2 separate regions of the Mus musculus genome follow, and region 1 is linked to region 2. A link is a contact called in public HiChIP or PLAC-seq data. All regions are on one chromosome and are shown on one strand. Each heading gives the region's core, a stretch centred on a gene start, on an enhancer-like site or on the middle of the called end of the contact. The rest is flanking DNA. Distances are from core to core; before and after follow the strand shown.

Region 1 (4,988 bases), core at 1,553-4,052, 480 kb before region 2:
AACAATCTAAACATTTATCCTTATACCCGAAGATAAGTATAGTCTTTACTCCTCATCAAGGAAACTTCTCTTTGCAACAGAGACCACTACAGAAAATCACAGCCAATCCGTTCCAATGCATATATCTACAAAACATGTCCACATCCAAGGCTTAGGGAACATTGTGGAAGAGGGGGTGGAAAGACTGTAAGAGCGACATGGGCATTTGCTATGAGACTTTGTATCTTAATAATGACTGCCCAAACATGAGCCAAACAAGATGCCACCAAGAGACATGCCTAAGCAGACCAAGGGTGGTGGTTGGTGGCAGCAGTGGCGAGGGTGGGGGGGGACTACAACTAAGGGATGCTAAGAGTGAGAGGAGTAGTCTTCCCCAGGGAGGAGCACACCACGTGAGTATCCAGAATGAAATCATTACCCTGAAAACATACATACAAGTGATATTATATACATATACACATGTAATAAGAATGAATGGAGGGGGCATGAATTTGAAAGAGAGCAAGGAGACAAATATGGGAGCGTTGGAAGGGAGGAAAGGGACGGAGAAATGCTGTGATTATAATATAATCTCAAAAAGTGTTTTAAGAAGTTGCAATAAACCTTTGGATGAAGACATAGAACTCTCAGCTCTGCCTATGCCATGATAGCCTGGATGCTGCCATGCTCCCACCTTGATGATAATGGACTGAGCCTCTGAACCTGTAAGCTAGCCCCAATTAAATGTTTGTTTTTTTTTTTGTTTGTTTGTTTTTTTTTTTTTTTTTTTTTTTTGGTTAGTTTTTGGTTTTTTGTTTTTTTTTTGTTTTTTTTGTTTTGTTTTTTTCGAGACAGGGTTTCTCTGTATAGCCCTGGCTGTCCTGGAACTCCCTTTGTAGACCAGGCTGGCCCCGAACTCAGAAATTCACCTGCCTCTGCCTCCCAAGTGCTGGAATTACAGACGTGTGCCACCACTGCCCAGCTATGTTGTTTTTTATAAGAAAAAAAAAAAAAAGAAGTTGCAATAATAGAGGGCAGCTCAGAGGTGGCTGAGGATTAGGGGAGATAGGAGATGGGGGGGGTGGAGTTTTAATCAGAGGGCATGTAATTTCAGTGAGGCAGGATGAAAAAATTCTGGAAAACTAGTATGCACCATGGTGACCATAGTCAATACTGTATTTTGTACTTGACACCTGGTAAGACAGTAGGTCTTAAGTGACCTCACCAACTACACAAATGATCATTGTATGAGGTGGTGGGTATGCTCATAAATTGATTTCTTTTCAGTCTTTCCTAATTATTATGGCTTGTGCATACTTTGGATGGCTTCCCTCAAGGCTTCCGGTGCTGGAATTTAATCCCCATTTTGAGATATTAAGGCAGTAGGCATTTACCCTAACTCTAGTGTTCAGAAGTGGGGACTTTGGGGCGAGATTAGAATTAGATATAGTCACTAGAATGGGACCTTCATAACTGAATGTTGATAGATTGTAAAAAGAAGATGAGGGACCAGAAGAGACCCAGTACACATGGTTGATTGATATCTTGTGGTGTGATGCCTTGCACTGCGTTGGGACTTTATTGCCGAAAGAGTTATCACCAGATGTGGCCCCTCAGCCTTGGACCTCAGGAAGTATGAGCCAAAACACATGTCATTAGAACAAAGTTAGTAGTCCGTAGATTTTAGCAATAGACAGCGAATACATTAATGCGTTCAAGTTTCTATGTTACACACTGTAAATATATTCAAATTTGTATCTATATACAAATTGTAAATATATACAAATAAATTGTAAGTTACACTTTGGTAAACCTGGAAAAATAGATTCTCACATACACAGAAAAAAGAATAAAATTTCTAAACTCTTATATCATCAAAACTTATTAGCCTTGATGGTTTGGTATCATTAATACCAGTGAGTAATATAACGGGTTATAATAAAATTGATTATGTGTGTGTGTGCGTAATTTGAGAGATTTGAGAAAAATGCTGGATGCTTTTTTTTTAATTTAATTAATTTATGACAACACTTGTTGAGATGAGTTAGGATGATAATAGTACCATTTCCATTAGAAACATAGAACTGAGAAATGGCATAGCTCAATCAGTTCAGTCCCCATTACTAGTCGATTAAAAAATAAAAATAGACCCAATTTAGGGAATTTTTTTTTTCCTTCTGTATGTTCGCTTTGGATACACAAAGTTCAAATGCATAAATTACCTAGGGACAGTAGTTTTAAAAAGAAATTTTGTTTTTCTTGTGTTAATGTCCATTTTAGTGCTGATTTTCAAGCCATTTTGTTAGTGAGGCGAGGGTAGTGTTTGAAGAAAACTAGCCTGAAGAAAGCCGTTCCTGCCGGGCGTGGTTGCGCACACCTTTGATTCCAGCACTTGGGAGGCAGAGGCAGGCAGATCTCTAAATTCGAGGCCAGCCTGGTCTACAGAGTGAGTTCCAGGACAGCCAGGGCTACACAGAGAAACCCTGTCTCGAAAAACCAAAAAAGACAAAAGAAAAAAGAACGCCAGCCGTTTCTTCTGGCACCGCTTTCTGCATCCAGCACCCATTTTGGGATTTTTTTGACCGCTCCACCTGGGGGAGCGCCCCCCCCCCACCCCGCGTCAATGTGATCTCGCGAGAACTGTGGCCTACCACGTGGTGCGCGGGGTCTCTCAAGGCCCCAGCCAAAGGGCTTAGACTCTTAAACCTCAGAAGGTCTGGTGGTGTTCCCAGAACCCCGCCCTGGGGACCCGGGGACCAGCGGATGTCCGGGGACCCGTGGGGACCCGTAGGGACCTGTTAGGTGGGCCGGGGAGGGGAGGGGACGCTGGTGGAAGAGCGGTCTGAGGAGAAAGCTGCGGGTCTGAGGAGGAGGCAGCAGGTCTGAGGAGAGGGCAGCGGGTCTGAGGAGGAGGCAGCGGGTCTGAGGAGAAGGCGGCGGGTCTGAGGAGAAGGCGGCGGGTCTGAGGAGGAGGCAGCGGGTCTGAGGAGAGGGCGGCGGGTCTGAGGAGAGGGCGGCGGGTCTGAGGAGGAGGCAGCGGGTCTGAGGAGGAGGCAGCGGGTCTGAGGAGAGGGCAGCGGGTCTGAGGAGAAGGCAGCAGGTCTGAAGAGGCCGCCGCGCTCCACAGAGCCACGTGCCAGGGCCTGGCGCCAGGGACCAGGGCCTCCGCTGAGGGGAGCATCTGCGGAAGGGGCCATGCCCTTGGGCGGATTCCTGGCATGAATGCAGGAGTGGGGATGCGAAACCAGCCTGGGGCGGGCGGGGCTAGGACTGAGAGCTGTGGAAAACCTTAAAAAGCAAAAGAAAACAAAACACATGGCGGTCACTCGTCAACTTACACCATTTCTCTAGAGCCCCTTCCACGAAGGGCGCTAAGAGTTCCCCTACAGTTGACGCATAAGTTTTGGAATAGATCATAAGAAATCTAGATGTCTGGGTTCTAGTCGTTCAAAAACTCAACAGCAGTCACGAAGGAAAACTTCTAGAACTTTCCGTCTTGCGGAGCCCTTTGGGTATCCACTCAGTTGTTTATCTGGGCTCTGGAAGCGCTGGCTGGGAATTCAGCAGCTAATTGGAAGAGACTCCCTTCTCACCATGTCTTAATCCACTTACATTTTCCTTTTAAGAATGCTATACTAGAAAGGTTCTTACTTTATGTATGCTCTTTTATATATGGCTTCTGAAAGTTTTATTATTTATTTTACACAGTGTCCAAGATGAATGATAATCTGTTTGTCAGTTTGGACAGGCTTTTGTTGGAATTTGGTAGGTATAAAATGAAAATAAAGAAGAAATAGTAATTTGTATTAACATTTGACATTTAACCATGAAGAAAAATCTCAAATGTTTATTTTTAGTTTTCCAGTATGAGCAAGACATAAGTATTAAAGAAGATACGATTCAAAGAATTAATAGTAAGTAGTTTTGCATGAAATAAATATTTTAGTCTTTTGGTTTTATCTTATATAGCATAGTGCATAATTAAACTGCTTAGGGCAACTTGTATGTATGAGAGGGGGGTCTTTCTTTTGAGTAATGATGAGCTATTTATTTTAGGAGTGAATAATTGAAACAGTATTATAACAATGTTTGTATTCAACATCATTTTGTAAAGAATTTCTCAGAAATAGTCCCTTACATAAGCTCTTTTACCTTTCAAGTAAGAGTCATTTCAAATATTGGAATTTTTTTTTTCTAGAAATAATAAAAATCAGAGGTTGGCAAGTGGCACATTATCAGGAAGAATGATTCTTAAAAATAATAAGTAAAATAGCAGGGTAAATTAAATAAAATGGTTCAGTTCTAATTTTAGTTTTGAAAACAGAACTGTTAACTTTTTAGTATTAGTATTCTTTAGTATTATTATTAGTGTTCCTTAGTATTCTAAAAATGTTATTCTTCTGAAATCAAAAAGAAAATAATATATTAATAAATTATTTCAGAGATAGAGAGATGGTTCGGTAAGTAAAAGCACTTGTTGCTCTTGTAGAAGACTCAGGTTCAGTTTCCAGCATCCACATGGTGATTCACAACTTCCTGTAGTTCCAGTTTCAAAGAATCTGACTGCCCCTTCCATGGACACTAGTGCCATGGACACTAGGGACACACATAGTACACATGTATCCAGTTAGACATACTCATACACATGAATTTAAAAAAAATATTCTAATGTAAAAATTGTATCTTTTATATTTAATGAGTGACAAATGTGTTGGTGTATTTAATAACTGATGTGCAATGGATGGAATTTCACATTTGTCAAAAACACCTTTGTTAGTATTACTAATGAGTAAATGCTTACATGAATTTACAGCATCACGAGATAGATTAGCTTTAAATGCCCTTTAACCCTTATTGTAAAAGATGAAGGGTCAGGGACATTTGTTTTTAGAGTCCTCTGTTCTTTTTAGCTTCTGGATCTAGGAATCAGCCTAGCTGTGGGTCTTTTGATTTTTAGTATAAATGCCTATCTCTCAGGTCTCTCTTTCTTTGCATTTTCTGATTCTCCT
Region 2 (4,836 bases), core at 460-2,959:
ACACACACACACACACACACACACACACACACACACACACACACACAATTCTTATGCTTCCTCTCCACTCTCTGCCATCGTGGCCCCTCTTGTCTCACTACCTACCCCATTCTCTAATCCATGGGAGCAGCTAGACTCTTGCGGGGGTATATTTGTTTATGCTACTCCTCTTGGAAATTGTTTATAATCACCATTTTCAGACTCATGCCAATCTCTTAAGCCCCTGGTCAACCAAAACAGCCACTCAACATTCCAGTACCGGCTACAACTCTAGTCCTATGATAGCTAGCATGGCTGTACTTCAGCACATACTTCTTCCTCTCCTTGAAATATCTTCTGTCCTTGACTCTATACTCCATATATCCTTAAAGAGTGCCTTGAGTCTTCTTCGAAGACTTGCATCCTCTTTGGTCTTATTGTAAACATTCTCTTTCATGTGACTGGGTAAGGTTAGCACATGTCCTCTGCATGGCTACTGTCTGTCACATTGTATTGTGATACTTGCAGGTCCTTCCTCCTAACATGTTCACCGAGGACAGGAACTACGGCTGACACGACATAACTTATCAAATGGTTCCAATGAACTGTCATACCACACACATCCTACCCAACATGACTGTAAACACTGTTCTGCATGGCAATTTGTAACACAGTACTAACTGGTCCGTAAAGAACTGTCTGCCAGCAAAGCTGAGTGAGCATTTAATCTAAGAAACTATCACCTTTCTGCCCAACAGAAGCCCTAGGTGGTCCAACTGTTTTCTCCCTTGAGTATAAAGGAGCCAGAACCCAACAGTTCTCCCTGGTGGTTCACATAAAGGCCCTCCTATTTCTAGATGATCAGTATCCCTTGAGTCTTTCAGTCCAGTAGTTGCCCGAGCCTAGGGCACATCATTTTTTCCTTTTTCCTAGGATCCTTCTCTGAAGTATCACTATTATTTTTTATTATTATAACTACCATCACAATATTACTATAACCCCCACTGCACCATCACATAGGTCCCCTGACCTGTGTGCTGCTGGGAGATTTCCTCCATGTGACTCCCTAGTCCTTCCTACAGGGGAGGGACACCTAGAGGCAACCAGAAGACCGATACTCAGTACCTTATTCCAGAGAGAGGATGGATTCCAGGGCTGTCCTAGGCAGGTCAGAGTGCACTCCGACCTCCCAAATCCCTTCCTGCAGCTGACACCAGCCCCGGGCCTGCTGTGTACTGACCGCCCACTGCGGTTGTCTAGGAAACCCTCTCTCCGCCTCCCTTGACCTCTGGGTCAGGAAGGGGATGGCGAGGACGGGGAAATCAGCCGCCCATCCTTGCCTGCATCACGTGGTAGCAAACTACAACCAATTAACTTAAGCAGGGAAGACCCTCCCCCGCCCCCTTCCGGAAGACCTCCCCTCCCACCTTTGTTAAGACTCCCGCGGAGCGGTGGCAGCCGGTCGCTGCCTAGTTCTTAGTCTTGGGTGTTCACTTTGTTTCCTTCCGAGGACAGTGACAGTTTGTGGGCTAGGCGGTGGGGACCTGGTCCTGGCATTTTCACAGTTAAAGTTTTTGACACCTGGAGCCTCGAAGTCAGCAGTACTAACTGGTCTTGATCCCCAGCATGGCGTGGAGCAGTGAGGTCATAAGACGGTTCCCCTTCCGCCGCTGATGGCCTCGGTCCCAGCTGCTGCGCAGCTGAGGCCACCAAGAGCCCGGTGAGCCCCCAAGGGCAAGCGCCAGACCGCGCGCCCAGGAACGTCTCCAAGCAATCGACCCCCACTGGTCTTTTAGGAGTTCTCAGGCAGGCTTTCGAGTGTCTTAATTTGCCAAAATTCTCAGGAGGCAATAATTTACAAGATAGAATACAAGTTAAGAGGACAGGGGGAGACTGGCTGAGAAAGCAATGAACTTATAAAACAAACCAAATCAACCACAACGTCTACTAGAGTTAGCCACTAGCCACAGCCGCGTATGTGCCCTTTAAAAGCGGTAGTCTGAACTGACGTATATAGGAAAATAGACCAAAACTTAAACGCTTGGTATGCAGAGATGCAATGGAAACGACTTTGTTAATGATTTTTGTATCGATCACATGTTAAACTATTTTGGGGTGCACTGAGTTAAATAAGGTTATGTTTTGTTTGTTACGTTGAAAATCTGGCTACCAGGACAATTTATAATTGCTTGGGAGGCTTGCATTAGGTTATTTTGGACCGGGCATGTCGTTGTTTGCTGTCTATTGCAAGAAATAAACACCATGACCGGACGCAACTTGAGATGAGGGTTTATTTGGCTTTATATGATCAGATCACAGTCCTTCAGCAGGGGAGTCAGCCCAGCTAGGAGCAGTGGAGAAATACTATGGGGTTCAGGTGGCTCTCTTATACAAGCCAGGACGACCTGCTCAGGAGAGGCACTGTCCACAGTGGGCTGGGCTCTCTCCTATCAGTCATTAATCAAAAAAAAAAAAAAAAAAAAAAAGATATGCTCTCAGGACAATCTGATAGGGGCAGTTCCTCAGTTGAGATTCTGTCGTTGTGTCTAGTTTTGTATCAAATTGACAAAACTCTTGACAGCACTGCACTCATTTTTATAATTCAGTGGGGATGTGTTAGTATTTATGACCTTCGGGTCCTCTTGCAAACTAGCATCTGCTGCTTCACTCAGCCTAGCTTTCAATTGCTTTCTCAAGAAAATCTAAACATTATAAATATTTCGTTTTTCTTTCTTTCTTATTTTTTGTTTATATTTTTGTTTGTTTGTTTGTTTGTTTTTTTGAGTTTCTCTGTGTAGCCCTGGCTGTCCTGGAACTCACTTTGTAGACCAAGCTGGCCTCGAACTCAGAAATTCGCCTGTCTCTGCCTCCCAAGTGCTGGGATTAAAAGCATGTGTCACCACGCCCGGCTAAATATTTCTATTTAATAACTTAAGAGTTGGATGCATCCGATGAGTTTGCTGTCTGTAAACACATTCACTGAAGAAGTGAATTAATTCTCCCTCTCTATTTTCATTTCACTGAACACTGTTCCTTCCTGTCAGCAACAGATCAAAAGTAAGCCGATTAAACTATTTGTGGCTTATGGTAAAAGCGATGCCAGGTTTGTTTGTTTTTTGTTTGTTTGTTTGTTTTTGGCTTGCTTGTTTTTTTGTTTTGTCTGTCTGTTTGAAATCTGATTCCGGTTTTATTTTTACTATCTCGCTGAAAATCTAGTTGAACAAGATAACCTATGCTTGAAGAAGCCTTTGTTTAGAATATAAAGATTAAATAGGAGGATAGTTTCAATTTGTAAACTTTAAAGAAATTTCCATCATAGATCAGTTAGATTAAAATTCTCACTTTGGGGTTTGCTGGTTTAGTTTTTTGTTTGAATCATCTTTTTTGTTTGCTTGTTTTGTCGATTTGATCCAAACCTTAATTGAGCAAATGCCTCCATCAGATTGGCCTGAAGGCAAGCCTGTATTGCATCTTCTTATTAACAATTGATGTGGGAGGACCCAGGCCACTGTCGGTAATTCCACCTTTGGGCAGGTGTTTCTGGATTGTATAAGAAGACAGAAAGCCATGGAGGGAGAGGGAGCCAGTAGACAGAGTTTCTCCATGGATCTGCTTCAGCCCCTGCCCTGCCCACAGGTTCCCTCCACCCCCCCCCCTTTTTTTTTTTCTGATTTTCCAGCCTGACTCTTCTTTGCTGATCGAGTCATAAGATGAAATAAACCCTTTGCTATCTAAATTGCTTTTTGGTCATGATCCTTATCATAGTATTAGAAACAAACCAGAACAGGAAGAATGCAGTGTTCGGGGATGGGAGTACAGAGGTTATCAGAATACACTATTTAGTTTTGAAGTATACGAATCTGTTGTGATTTCCCCTGCAAGAGGTAGTGTTAATATGCACTCTGTACTTTTTATATAAAAACAGATTATGTGAGAGCTCGCATACGATGAGGCCAACTCTAACGATTCTTCAGGAGCCTTCCATCTTGTTTCCTGAGACAGGGTCTCGCTGAAGCCAGTGCTCCTGCTATTACGGTAGTCTGTCTGTCTGTCTGCCTGTCTGTCTGACCAGTGGGGTTCAGACATCTACTCTTTCCTCCCTCCCCAGCTGGGATTACAGGCAAGCACTCACGACCTAACCAAGTTTTTATTTGGGTTCTGAGCCTTGAAGTCCAGTCCTCACATTTGCACAGCAAGCAGTTTTTCTATTGAGCATCTTCTTATGAACGATTGATGTGGGAGGGCCCAGGGCATTGTGGGCAGTTCCCCCTTATGGATTGTATAAGAAAGCAGACTGGAGACTCATACCCACCCATGACGGGAAGAGTGCTCTTTTTCTCTAGGAAAAGCTCATTGACTTTGGCAGCAGGACTTGTGTTAGCATCCTTTACAGGCTCAGAGGAAAAACCTTTGGTGGTTTGCCAAATTAAATCCTTTGTCCAAAGTAATCTGTTAAGACTGTTTGTTTCAATTTTCCAGATGTTGCTTAAAGCGGAAAGGTGCGACCAGCTTTCACTAATCTCATTGATTATTCATCATTTGAGGTTGACAGATGATACATTTTTTTATGTGTCTGTAAATGGAAGTGAACTCACTAGCAGAGCTGAGAGAAGTGGACATATGTTCCCGTCTCTAACCCCAAAGCAATCTCTAATAGTTATCATTTGCCAGTGAGAATTTAGTTTTCTTCAAGGGAGTCTCGCTGTGGAAACAAACTACTCTTCAAGGTAGGCTGCGCGCCCAGCGGTAGATGATCAACAGAAAATGAACTCAGTGACATCTTGGGAAGTTCCTTGTCTCAGAATGCTGTGTCAGGGCCTTTTCTACCTCCCCCCCCCATTTTGCTTTTAATATTAT

The links. HiChIP or PLAC-seq counts read pairs in DNA pulled down with a chosen protein or histone mark.
Region 1: an H3K4me3 HiChIP or PLAC-seq map of bone marrow-derived macrophages shows a contact between it and region 2, with 9 times the contacts expected there. The contact joins the promoter of 4930447C04Rik here to the promoter of Lrrc9 in region 2. A contact is called at or near these places in 2 of 39 promoter capture datasets (hippocampal neurons and liver), 1 of 484 Hi-C or Micro-C datasets (embryonic stem cells), 1 of 115 datasets of contacts at active chromatin or transcription factors (bone marrow-derived macrophages) and 2 of 9 other capture datasets (adipose tissue and pancreatic islet).

What each region holds. Positions count from the first base shown.
Region 1 is chr12:72,915,579-72,920,566 of GRCm38.p6, reverse strand. 4930447C04Rik (RIKEN cDNA 4930447C04 gene) reads left to right here and starts at 2,802. Exons shown (of 18, transcript NM_029444.2): 1 at 2,802-2,859; 2 at 3,688-3,744; 3 at 3,837-3,893. The coding sequence starts at 3,696.
Region 2 is chr12:72,438,739-72,443,574 of GRCm38.p6, reverse strand. Lrrc9 (leucine rich repeat containing 9) reads right to left here and starts at 1,709. Exons shown (of 32, transcript NM_001142728.1): 1 at 1,407-1,709.